Linked DNA regions of Mus musculus: region 2 is linked to region 1. The links are chromatin contacts, called in public Hi-C maps. All regions are on one chromosome and are shown on one strand. The core of a region is the stretch at or near the end of the contact, and the rest is flanking DNA. Distances in the headings are between cores, read along the strand shown.

Evidence for each region. A called contact is a pair of places that touch in the nucleus more often than the background predicts.
Region 2: a Hi-C map of cerebral cortex shows a contact between it and region 1, with 4 times the contacts expected there. The contact joins two enhancer-like sites. A contact is called at or near these places in 1 of 15 datasets of contacts at CTCF or cohesin (large pre-B cells), 1 of 484 Hi-C or Micro-C datasets (cerebral cortex) and 3 of 115 datasets of contacts at active chromatin or transcription factors (SST interneurons, neural progenitor cells and stem cell-derived neural progenitor cells).

Annotation. Positions count from the first base shown.
Region 1 is chr10:90,726,261-90,732,887 of GRCm38.p6, forward strand. The region is part of intron 17 of Anks1b (ankyrin repeat and sterile alpha motif domain containing 1B); the gene reads left to right. Among named protein-coding and RNA genes, the nearest start is that of Apaf1, 350 kb to the right of the region's middle. Within about 2 kb of position 2,306, at least 33 of the 459 cell types and tissues checked have an H3K27ac peak or open chromatin away from gene starts, as enhancers often do. A contact at or near this core is called in cerebral cortex, where this site is marked.
Region 2 is chr10:90,946,006-90,952,666 of GRCm38.p6, forward strand. It overlaps Anks1b (ankyrin repeat and sterile alpha motif domain containing 1B), which reads left to right. Exons shown (of 27, transcript NM_001359241.1): 25 at 2,530-2,667. Among named protein-coding and RNA genes, the nearest start is that of Apaf1, 130 kb to the right of the region's middle. Within about 2 kb of position 1,841, at least 7 of the 459 cell types and tissues checked have an H3K27ac peak or open chromatin away from gene starts, as enhancers often do. A contact at or near this core is called in cerebral cortex, where this site is marked.

The DNA.
Region 1 (6,627 bases), core at 1,056-3,555:
TGATAAAGTCAGAAAACAAATGCACAAGGCTAGAGCTAGCACATGATTTGACAATCCAACTTTAGGATATTTATTCAAAATCACTGAAATCCAAATCTTAGAGAAATACATAAACAGGCTCCATTTATTTCCTGTGGCTGTGGAAAAAAAAAAAGCCTGCCAAGTGCAAGTTAGAGGAGGGAGGGTCTATTTTTCCCTCACATTTCCAGGCTACAGTCATCTAAGCGGGGACATCACAGCATCAGGACCCTGAAACCATTGATCATATCACACCCACAGCCAAGAGAAGAGAGAGATGAATCCATGACCCCCCCAAACCGGTGCCCAGCTTACCCTCTCTACTCACATCATTCAGGGTCCCCTGCCCAAGGACTAATACTACCTACGTGGCTGTCTTCCCACTACTGATATAATCAAGATAACTTCCTACAGACGTGTCTATAGACCAATCTGATATATACAGTCCCTCCCCGAGACTGTCACAATGAAATGCTTCTCAGTGAATGTATGCATAAAGTGTCTGTGTGTGTGTGTGTGTGTGTGTGTGTGTGTGTGTGTGTGTGTGTGCGGGCGCGCGTATGAGCGTGTGCATGCACACATACCACATATGTAATGAAATATTAGTAGGTCTTGGAAAAGAAGGAATCCCTTTTTTACCATCTATGGAAAGACATGACATAGGTGAGCCTCGAAGACAATGCAAAGTGGAATAAGCTGTAGAAAGGACTTAATCATATGTGGTTTTGCCTTTGTGAGATTATCTGAAATAGTTTAATGCACACAGTTGTTCAGTGGTGGCTGCTGGGATATGGAGTAAGGCGTAAAAAACTGCTAGTCAACAGGAATAAAATTTCAATTAGTTAGAGGAATGAACTCTAGAAATCTTCTGCAAGTGTTGGGACCCTCGTTAGCAATACTGTCCTGGATGCTTAAGAAGGTTTTAAGAAAGTTAACCGGACAAGAAGTGTTCTTTGCTGTGATGGTTTGTATATGCTTGGCACAGGGAGTGGCACTATTAGGAAGTGTGGCCTTGTTGGAGGAAGTGTGTCACTGTAGGGGTAGGCTTTTGAGACCCTCTTCCTAGCCACATGGAGACAGTCTGCTCCTGGCTTCTTTTGGATTGAAGACATAGAGCTTTCAGCTCCTTCTCCAGTGCCATACCTGCCTGGAAGCTGCTATTCTCCCGCCTTGATGATAATGGACTGAACCTCTGAACCTGTAAGCCAGCGCCAATTAAATGTTGTCCCTTATAAGAGTTGCCTTGGTCATGGTGTCTCCTCACAGCATTGGAAACCCTAATTAAAACATATGCTATGATAACACTAAATATTATTTTAAAGAAGCCCTTTGGCCCTACCACTTGCTCCAAAGAGTGATCGCTCATTGTTCCTGAGTCTTGCTCTGTGCTGGCTGCAGCCACCTTTGTGCCTGACTCCTCCTCTGCAGTGGACTACAGCAGCTTTCTAGCTAGAGTCTGGATTTCTTTCTCACTGGCTGCCCTACCATGTCAGATGCAGCCATAGACATGGAAGAGGAGGAGGAGGAAGAGGAAGAGGAAGAGGAGGAGGAGGAAGGGAGGGAGGGAAGGAGGAAGGAGGGACAAAGAGGAAAGAAAGAGGAAACGGAAGAAGGAAGCTGTTGAGGATGTTGAAGATGGACGAGATGAGCTGAAGATGGAAGTACTAATGAGAAACATGGGGAGTAGGGGGCAGACAATGAGATTGATGTGGAAGAGGAAGGGTGGGATGGAAGAGCAGGAACTGTTAGTAAACTCGGGAGCAACAGTTTGCACATCACATGCTTCTAATGACAGACCGCCAGGTCCATCCATGTGCCCTTCCCAGGCAGTGCTAGCCACAGAGCACACTCCTAGCCTGAAGCCACCATCTGCCAACTATTTCAACTACCCACAAGTCAGGACAGAAACATCTCTCTGCACCCCTTATGTCCGGCCTTTTCTTCTGATGCCTAATAATAAATAAATCATGTGTAGAAGGATGTCACCTTTGACCTAGCAGCCGAATTTGCTAAAACGTTGTACTTTGTAACCTTTTGTATTTCACCAAAGTCCTTTCTCCCAGAACACTTATTTCTCCGACCCAAATTACAGTCTAATATATGTAACATCTGCCATGACTACCAAGATACAGAGGCCGAGCTGGCTCAGTGACAGGACACTGGGTACAATGTAGCCACATGAGCTACTCTGTTCCAAAAAGTGAAATTGAATGTAAACCCAGTTTATGTGCCCAGGGATTCGCGCAAAGGTCACAGTGTAATTCGTCAGCTGTGCTCTGTGGAGTTCACCCTGCTCACCAAAAGGCTGGGCTCCGCGGTGGATACAGCTGCCAAGCTGTTCACCTTGCTCGTTGACTTTCCTGGAAAATTGAAAGCTTCCAGATGCCTATCGGGTGTCTTGTCTCTGCAGCCAACTGACTGTTGGTGCTTCCTTCCGCTTGCAGCAGTATGCTGGGGGCTTTGGGGGGGTGGCGGGGGGTTGGCAGACACGGGCTTCCCTTCAGGAGCCAGAGACAGCTTTATCTGTTGGAGATTAACTATTACTATTTCTGCTATGACCCACAAGGAGACCGCAACCAATGATCTCACTTCAAGGCTTCTGTCAGCGCTGTAATTCAGCAGCGGTGGCCGAAGGTAAAAGTTGTGTGCAGTAATTGAAATGTCCACTAGGTGGGTCTGGTGTTCTTCCAACCAGAAAGCAGGCGGCACCAGGAAGGCTGGCTCCATCTTTCTTGTTGCAAAGGTTTAAAAAGGGGGGGCCGGGGGAGGGGGGCTGGAGGAGGGGGGCTGGGGGAGGAAGGGGAGTAGGAAAATGTGTCTGGGGCTGTGGTTTTAATATTCATCCTAGATTACATGGGATGGATTATTGTTGGTAGCCATTCATCTGAGCCCATGAAGATCGTTCCTTGCCTCCTTTTTACATAGATGCATGTGAAGCCTACATCTATATTTTAACCTTATTTTTTTTATGATTAAGAAACCATATTAATTGATGTCCCTGTGTTCGGATGGCATGCGCGCTGCCATTTTCTCATCGCTGCTTTGACAAGTCCCTTCACCACCAAAGGCACAAGTTTCCAGTAAAATGATATATTTTTCTTTTGTGAAGCTTTTCTTCCATTCAAAGCTCCACGGTTGTGTTTAACATTCCCAGCAGCTGTTCTCAGTGTGATCTTCAGTAACCTCTGAAAAACATGATTCAGGTTTACAGAACTCCTCTCTTAATCCTTGTCAGAAAACCTCCTCTTACACTTTAGGGTACAATAGTCAATAAAGCGGACTTTTAAACCACCCCGGGTCACCCCGGCTTAAGAGACCACTTCAAATTCTTAATCTGTTTTCCAGTTTCGCATTACTTCCTCCAGCTCGCGTCGAGCTTATGTTTAAGTATCATCATGAAATGTCAGATGTTTTCCTGCAAAGCACTGTGGGAAAATCCCCATGGTGCCAAACACAGTGCTGAGTTCTCAGAGCAGGCAGGACAGGTGACAGCTGTTCTCTTCCCACCCTACCGGAAACAGGCACAAGGACAGGTTCCATACAGAACACCAGACGCAGAATCCACCTGCCCTTGAAAACACCAACCGGGAGCAACTAAGAGGTGTTGGTAAGCATCAACATAGATCACTTGAAAGTCTGACTCCTTTTTTCTTTTCCTTCATTTTAAGTGAAAAGAAGCATGGTCAAATCTCAAATGAATATTGAGATGAACCGTTTCAGCATAGAAGCTTAGGTGCCTTTTGGTGCTAATTATATGACAACATCTGAATGGCAAAAGACTAAACAAGATGTAGCTCTCTGAGGCAGCGGGGACAGCCAGCCCTAAGCATTTTCTAACATAAGCCAACAACCTTGAAAAAGCTGATAACAGGAAAGTTATCATTGTTAATACTTGATTTTTAGTGACAGGGTATAATTAGTTGTTTTTATTAGTTCAAACAATTCAGAGTAGTATAGAAAGGGAGATTCTTTGTAATTTTGTTGCCATCTTCTTCCCACATAGTTATAGTCTGTGAATAAAGAGGTAGCAGGTAACCTTGTAAGAATAGATGGATGGTATATGTCTTTCAGTAATTCTAAATGGCTGTTTATTCTAAATATTCTAAAAATTCTAACTGTGTAGGTCATGCTTCAAAAACTGGTAAGAATGCATTTAGTAAGATGTCATGTGTTTCTTTTTAAATAATGAACACAACATCTCTATTGTGCTAGCCTTTGTATATGTGCAGTTCTTACTAAACATCTACCCGCTCTGTCAATTCATATCCCTATTAAAGTTGATCCAGGCAGCATACCAAGAGATATGACAAGCAAACCCTGCTTAGCAACCAAGCCATAGTCCCCAAGTATATCAAGGTCTTTACTCGCATATTGCTTAATATCATCTGTCTCAGCTGGTCTAGTTGGCAGAGCCCTTTGAGCTGGTGGGGATGTGGTAAGAGTAGAACATAGACTTTTGGTACCACCTTCCTGAGGTTCTGTCTGGGTATTCAGCCTAGACAGTAAAACGGACCAATCATGTGGCTTCTGATTCCTGAGGATTGCTGACCTTCATTTTGTAAAGTGCAGTATCCATCCCTTCATATATGTCTGGATTTTCCAGTTGTTCTCTGACCCAAGTTACTCCATCTGTGCAGAAACTCGATAGCACATAGGAGATCCACAGAGTAAAAAACACTGATGCAGTTGGAGTCCATTTCAGCTATTCTAGTTAATAACCATAAAACCTTGAGCAAGTCATTTAGCTCCTTTGTCTTTTGCTTCCTAATTTTATAATAGTTGGGATATTCATATATGTTATTAGAAACTCTAGAACATAGTAAACTCAATGTATGTTAGCAGTATCTTCAACATAGTGATGGTCATAACATTACTAAAAATGAGATAAATAAGAAAATGTATTCAAGGGATTTTTATATTTCAAAATTTTAAATATAAGCCATATGTGCTGGGGAATCAGTTTCGTGACTAATATAGCAATTACTATTTCATATAACCTCTTTGATCCACTTACTTAGAAAATAAGACATGTTATATATTAATTACCATTTTCTTTGTAATTTCCCTAAGCACTGTGGATCAAATTTCATTTCTCCAAAGCTCTAAGGCCTAGAACCCCAGAATGTGGCTGTGCTTAAAGATAAGATCTTTAAACAGGCAGTGAGTTAAAATGAGGCCATTAGGGGTCGGCTCTACTCCAAGATGACAGGCATCCTTCTAAAAAGAAGAGATTAGAGAAAAATCCAAAATCACAGAGGGAAGGGTTTGTGGGGGCAAGAGAGTAATAAACATCTGTACATGCAGGAGAGCCACCCCTGCTGTCACCTGCTAAATAACCTTACTCTGCATTACTACACACACACACACACACACACACACACACACACACACACACACACCACTAATCGCTGGGACAATTTTAATAAGGCAAAAGTTCCAATCTCCATAACTGCTAGCCTTCTGTATTAAAGCAGATTTTTCAACCTCAGGAAGCCTCCACTATATCTATCATGAGAACACTAATAACAATCTTGTCTGTCTTCTAGGATATTCTGAGAATTCACCAGCCATATGCGTGTGGTCATGTATCACTTAACGATGGGAATTCGTTCTGAGAAGTGTGTCATTGGGGAGTTTCATCGTTGTACAATAGTCACAGTTTACTTAGCACAAAGGAAAGCAACTGTGACATCACTGTGATATGTGATCTTCTGGGACCACTGTTGCACACATAAGTCATCACTGACTGGTGCAGTGCTCAACTATGTAGACCCAATTAAGTGATACACAACTATGTGCATGTGTGTACTCACGAATCCCCACAATGCCCTGCAGTGCGGGCAGAATCATCATTATTATTTGCCCCCATTGTAAAAATGATGGAAGCTTCATGTGGTTTATAGTCAAATAATGAGGTTTAAAAGTGTGCTGTAAGCTGGGCGTGGTGGCGCACGCCTTTAATCCCAGCACTCTGGAGGCAGAGGCAGGCAGATTTCTGAGTTCGAGGCCAGCCTGGTCTACAAAGTGAGTTCCAGGACAGCCAGGGATACACAGAGAAACCCTGTCTCAACTCCCCTCCCCACAAGAGTGTACTGTATACAATCAAAGGATGCAGCTGTAACCTAGCCACCCAAGCACACACACCCACACAAAAGCACTTTAAAAGCAGGAGCATTATATAAAGCAAGAAAGTAGTTTAATTAATTATAATGTGATAGCTAATTAAGTAGCCTTGAATAAAAATTACTTGATAATTGAAAACCAATATTATTTCAGTGCAACTATGACTTACTTCACCATTTTAGATCATGTTCTTCTGAACAGGGCTGAAATTAATATGCCAGACGTTCAGGAGGAAGATTAAAGATCATTTTATATGTGTTTATTTCACAGAGCAAATTAATGAAGTAAAAATTAATGTAAATCAGATTTTTAAAACAGAGTTGAAAGTAGCCTATAACTCACAGCTTTATGCTACACACTATTCATCATTTTGCTCTCAGCACTTAGCCCAGTAGTCAACTCTTTAAATGTCTAAATATATTATAAATGAAGAATAAAACCGTCCCTGAAGCTCACTGCTTCCTTGGAATCTTTTCAGAAGCCTAG
Region 2 (6,661 bases), core at 591-3,090, 220 kb after region 1:
GAGGCAGTCAGACACCCCAATCCTCACCATGCTTTACCAAGGATATTATCACAAAGGTCTGTGAGTATATTCCTGCCTACCTATAGACTGTCTTAATAGCATTACTTTCCTCCTAGCTGAGACATTTTCAGCAGTGAGGTAAGATGATGTTTGTATGATACAAGCATCACAGATACCTCAAAGAAGCAGGAAAGCCAACCCTGAGCCTGGGACGGACTTCAGTGATACAGCATTAGCCAAGAATGTGAGGCATACTCTGGGCTCTCCGTGCTAGACCTGGCCTCTTGGGGACAAGAAGTAACAGACCTCCAGAAAAATCCTAGGAGGGTTCAGAGGACAGAGGAGGATGGAGCACTGGAGAGCCAACCTCTCTGCTTTGTGGTTTTGCACAGAACCACAACACTGTGGAAATGAATTGTCAAGAGCTAGGAGATTGAGTGCAGCAAACCCCATAGGGCGCTTGTAGCATTCCCCTTCTGCTGGCAAAGGTCTTCAAGACTGCAAATGGCAGCTTCAAGCTAGAGTCAGTACTTACCTGCTGGTTGTAGCTCCTGGGTAGGTGTTTTATCTACTTGTCACTGTGTTCTGACAAAATGCAAGAGAGAAGCAAGATGGAGAGAGGGTTTATCTCGGCTCAGGTTCAGTTTGCCATCAGCCATTGCAGGAAGGTCACAGGGACGATCCCATGAGGCTCTGGTCACATTGTATACAGTAAGGAAGCAGAGAGCAACATGTGTTATGCCCAACTCCATCTCTCCCTTTCATTTAGTCTAGGAGTGGGCCCATGGATTGGTGCTGCCCACAGTGGGCAAGACTTCCCACTTCAATGCACAGTAATCAAGATAATCCCCCACAAGCATGCCCAGAAATGCCTATCCCGAGTGAAGCTGGATTCCATCACTAACTAAAATGACAGGTGGGGGCCACTCAGCCCAGATTTCTAGAGTCCAACAACCACAATCCAATGATGGCCAAGACTCCCTGCACCTGGTAACACAGCACCTACAAAGGCTACACAGACCATAAAATTCCTTCTAAAGACTCACGGGTTCCTAATGTAGTGTTCCATTTAAAGAAATGCTACCTGAGTGTAGGAAGAGGACCGTGACTTAGTATATTGAAGCTATCTGGCAGTAGAATGTTACTTGTTTATGGTTTCCAATTTCAATTTGAGTTATTTTTGACAGAGCAGCTGCACATGGTGTCAGCATTCAAGGCCACGGTGAAGAATGTCTTCATGTAATTGTCTTTTATGTACTAATCCTGTAATTGCTTTCCAACCACAGAGCTTGGTAGAGTGAGGGACATGAAGTACTCACCAAGGGTGCTGGCAGGGAAGGACATTTTGTAAGTGTTTTTAAGCATTGATGAGTAGACGCGGAACACTGTATTGCCAACGGGTTCTTTAAGATACTCAATTAAAAAGTAATTAGGGTAACTGAAGCATTGGGAGGTTTATATCTATGACAACTGCAAAAGGCATGTGAGAAATTATAAGATTTTTTTAAAAAAGATTGTATTATAATAGGGCTTTTTAAATACATCTGTGTATCAAAGGAGATTTCCAGCATGTTCTGCAGTAAAGATGATGCTCTCTGGCTAAGCTGCAGGACAATGGCACAAAACTGTTCCTCCCACCGATTATTTTCAGAGGCTAGGAAGGAGAAGGCACAAGAAATGCAGCTCCATTAAAACAGAGAGGAGGGGAGACAAAAAGCTCACTGTAATCAGTAAGCTCAAAAGACTGTCAGCTCTCCAAAGAAACTCAGACCTCAGCCTCCGGCTTCACACCTTCCCTGCATGAGGCACACACATGCACCCACGCGCGCGCGCGCGCACACACACACACACACACCCCAATATTCTGTCGTGGGTCTAGTGAGGATAGAAATCTCCTATCCATAGGTCCTTGCACCCAGCAAGGCGATGGATGAAGGTGAAGGTGAATGTCCCACTGTAGTGTCTCCCTGGCCTTCAGTCACCTGAGAACCTTGAGGAGAGAGGATAGCACCGGGGTTTCCCCTCCTGCTTTGTTCCGAACCCGCCCTTACTGTGGGAGCACTTCTCTTAACACAGCCAAAGGCCCTGTGACAAACACAACCTCGAAGGATCTGGACAGATGCTTTTGGTCTCAGCTCTCCTCACACATGACAAGTGATCACTGCCAGACAGGATTAGCAACAGGCAAGACTGTGCATCTACAGCTGGACATGGGAATCGGAAATGGGAAAATGCTTGGTAATTACCGCCACCCAGACTGCTTCCATGCACAGCACCTGGCAAGAGCCGCTGATCCAGGATATGACTATTTTAGGTTGTTGTTGTTGTTGTTATTATTATTAATTAATATTAAATGAAAGTATTCCTTCCAGACCTGGTGTGCATTTACCCATGGGCAGCTCATTGAGTCACTTTGGACTAGAACCTTCTAGAGAAAAGAAAAGCAACTAGTTCCCACATTACCTGTCCTGATTCTAAAATGTGCTGATTCTCAATGGAAAACAGTGATCATTGTGTCATTTCTTCTAGAATATAATCGCCGAACATGAAATTCGTAATATCTCCTGTGCTGCCCAGGACCCAGAAGACCTCTCAACATTTGCCTATATCACAAAAGATTTGAAGTCCAACCACCACTACTGTCACGTGTTTACTGCCTTTGATGTGGTGAGTTCCCATCCTTTTTGGATGGATGATGGGTGGATAGATGGATGGATGGATAGATAGATAGATAGATAGATAGATAGATAGATAGATAGATAGATCACTTTGCTCAGTCTGCCATGATGAAACACTGCAGTCTACATAGTTTAACCAACTAATCCGAGGTACTAGAGATTAGATCTCCAAATGGAATTTTCAAGGTCATCACAATCCAACCCATCAAGCCATAAAGAAATCCTTTTGGCAGACTTAGTTTTCTTGAGTTTCCCATATGGTCAGTCTCCCCTTCAAGTCGGAACTCTACCTATACTTTCCTGATTTCTCAGCTATTGATATTCAACTCTCTGCTTGCCCTTTTCCAGTATGAGAAATCCCTTCCCTCTTCTGGTGCCAAAAATACAGTAAGATCTTCCAGCCTCCTGCTCCCCTTCATTATCTCTGCATATTTCTCCTGTGGCCATGTCTAAGTATTAGATGTGATAAATACATTTACTTCTATAATCAGTTTTCTTTATTGACTAGTAGTTAGATACTGTACAAATAGCAATTGGGAGCCCCAAAGTTTGACCCGCATGTTCACGTCAGAGTAAGTCTTAAAACAACTTCCTTGAGGCGTGACATAGCTGAATTTGTCAGTAAGCCTGAAAACTGGGTTATAACAGCCTCCAAAAACGAAAACAAAATTAAATTAAAACAAAAATTTAACACCACATGCTCCCTTAAGATAGGACTACCCTCAAGCCGGTGCAAGTTGCCCGACCATAGCTCTGAGGTAGAATCCTGGCTGTTCCACAGTTTAAGCAAATACAACCGATGTGACTGTGAGCCCCAAATAATTTACAATCAGAAGAATTTGAAATGCCACTTTATTTAATTTTTCTTCCCTGCTCACTGGAATTTTTTTTAAATAAACAGATTTGGAGAATTAAACAAAAATCAGTGTAACACATTTTGGGAAATCCAGGATGATTCAGTGTGGTGGGTACAAGAAGGCATTTCTTCCAGCTCTAACAAATTCCACAGACCAAGTCCAGCCATGTCGCAAATTTGCACCATGCAAGTGTCAGCCAGGCTTACGCTTAATAACCTTTAGATGTTGCTGTGTGTCACTCAGTCCTGTAGGTCCTGATGATTGAAAATTGGAAAGGATACACGTGGGCTTTTAAAATATCTACTCTGATTCAGGAGAGGCGAGGAGAATAATACAAAACGGGTGTGTGGTCAGGACTGCAAAGCAAAACTCCCCGAGGCTGCCTTAAGCATCTCTAAATTCAATTGTTTGCACAGACTTAAAGCGCTGATTAAAGTCATTTCGTCTGGGATTTGCAGGACATGCAATGTTGCATTGTTGATGTCGAGAACGTATGTGTCACCAGCCATTCTTGGGAAACTTGGTTGCTTCTTTTAAAAAGTCAGATTTCATTCTTTCTGCAAGGAGTTTGGTTTTCACGTTACACCTTTCTCTAAGAACAGGCATATTCTGGTTCACAGCCCAGGCCTGCTACCTCCCTATTCTCCAATCTTAGACTTTTTGGAGACCCAGTTTCCTGATGAATAAAATGGAGAACAGGGACTTATGCCCCATGATTTTTCATCAGGATTGCAAGAGTATGTGTAGAACCCCTCACAAATAAGGGAGTTTGGCGTTGGCTGGTTCCTCGCCGACCTCCTCCCTGCTGACTGACATCAGCCAACAGCTTTTTTCTGCTAAATGATGAGATCGGTTTTCCAGCGAGTATTCATCATACAGTATTTCCCCTCTGCCTCTGGAAAAATAGACACAAATTAAAAACTGAAGTAGCAAACACTGGACAGAGCATCCCAGCCCCCCAAACCTCAGGGCCTCTCAGCTGCTTTCATCACCTCGTGTTTCTGTCCGAGGCTTCTCCACCCTTTCCCCCAAGAGATGCATCACTTTCAAAAAAGGGTTGCATTATTAAGATTCTATATGATTTCCTTTCACAAGACTACCAAAAACCAAACTAGAACCAGCACCTGTGGACATCTGGCCCCCTGATGCCCCACACAATGAGGCCCCCTGATGCCCCACACAATGAGGCGCCCTGATGCCCCACAATGAGGCGCTGAAACAGGACAGGTGGGGGTCGGGGGATAATCACTGTTTAGTTTTATGATCAATGTGTCTTGATAAATTTGGAGGACATGTGGCCCAACTGCTACAGAGTTTTTTCTCTTTCATCCGGATGTTTGACTTAATGTAGACACCCAGAACTGGGCGTTCTTGAATCTGCTCCAAAGGGTTTTCGTTTTATACAAATCTGCCTTTTTAATCCCCTCTAAGGGAACACAGTTTGTCTGACTTCGAAAATAGTACGGAAGGCCATCAGCCTTCACCTGGACCCCTGAGCAATTCTGAGACACAACAGCTTTGCTGAAGAAAAGGTTTCTTTGTATCTTTATGTAGGGCAATTCCATATTTCAGTCGGGATCTTGAGGCTTTACAATTCACTTGAGGCAGTCCCCTGGGTTACTCCAGATGACTAAAGAAAGTAACAAATCCTATGTAAAACTGCAAGTGCATATATAACCTTCTAGGTGGTCCCAACGGGTGGTTTGTTTCCCAGTTTAAGGTTACAGCTCTTTGACCTTGCAGGCCTTTGAAGGGCAGCACACTTTTACCTAGAGTTATAACATACCATCTGGTTTTCTCTGCCTTCAAGACCTCAGTGATGTGTAGGAACTGGAACGTTTCCCATAGAAATGCCGTGGCCTGAGAGGGGAACACACAGCCTTCCTATGAAAACCAGACTGAATTGAACACAGTTTGTGTCCTAGGGGACACTGTGGCACACCGGATGCACGCAGGTTGGAGGAAGGAGTGGGGTGTGCTGTCTCCCAGGCTCACCTGGTCCTGGAGGCTACTTCTGGAGAGTACTTCACCTCTGTGGCACGTGTGGTTTGGAGAGTGTTATGTTGGGTAATCGCCCAGCCTCTTTCTGTTATCCATATCAACACTAAGTTTATCCTTAATATTTTCACTTTCCAATGACATGGATGTGAAAATAAAAAGAATAGAGGAAAACCAATGAGGGTTATAGATCAGTTGCTTTAAAATAAACAGCTTAGGGAATGAAGGGTTCACCTCTGCTCACAGTGTGTTGTGGCAGAGAAAATGTGGCATCAAAAAATGCTGGACTCATTGCATCTGCCATAAAAAAAGTCACAAAGCAGTGGGTGCTGTTCTTAGCTGACATCCTCCCCGCCCCCCTTTTCTCTCTTTTATATTGTCTGAGATCCCAGTCTATTGAATGGTATGATCCACGTTCAGGGTGAGTGTTCCCTCCTCAGTTAAAGCTATCCAGAAGCACCCTCATAGACTCAACCGAGATGTGTCTCCTTCCATGGTTCTAAATTCAGTTGCGTTGGCAGCAAAGATTAATCACCATAGACTGCCATTTTAAGTTAGTTTGTTCCTGTGGGTCAGCAGCACCAAGCCCACCCTGTGTTTTAGAGTCTGTGTCCACAGTCTTGTGGAATCTGATTTCTGTTCGTCTCAATGACTGACTAGACCTGGAACACGTCTCAATCTCTAGATGGGGTTTCCCAGGCTATAGCTGAGTAGTGACATCATGGAAGGAGGAGTTATGAAAGGGCTATGCTAGGAAAGAGAAGAAGTCTGAGACTTACAAATATGCTTAGCTTTATTCCTTATCTCATAACCTCCATGAGTGATAGGGTATTCTGAGATTGTGGCCATGACCTCCCCCCACCCCACCCCCAACCCCCAAACCGTGGTCATCTTCCTGAGAATGCTCCAGGGCATAGGCAATACATACAACCACGGGAATGTGGAGACTTGCCCTCTCTGGTTCACTCAGTAGTGAGTTGGTATGGGTAAATTAGATTGGAAATACGTTGATACATTCATGCCCTAGGGGTGTATCAGATGTGCTTTAAGAATCTGGGAAGAACTTCATTCAGTAGTTTTAAATGTTAAAATACTTCCTTTTTTCCAGACCAGGCATTGAACTCAGAT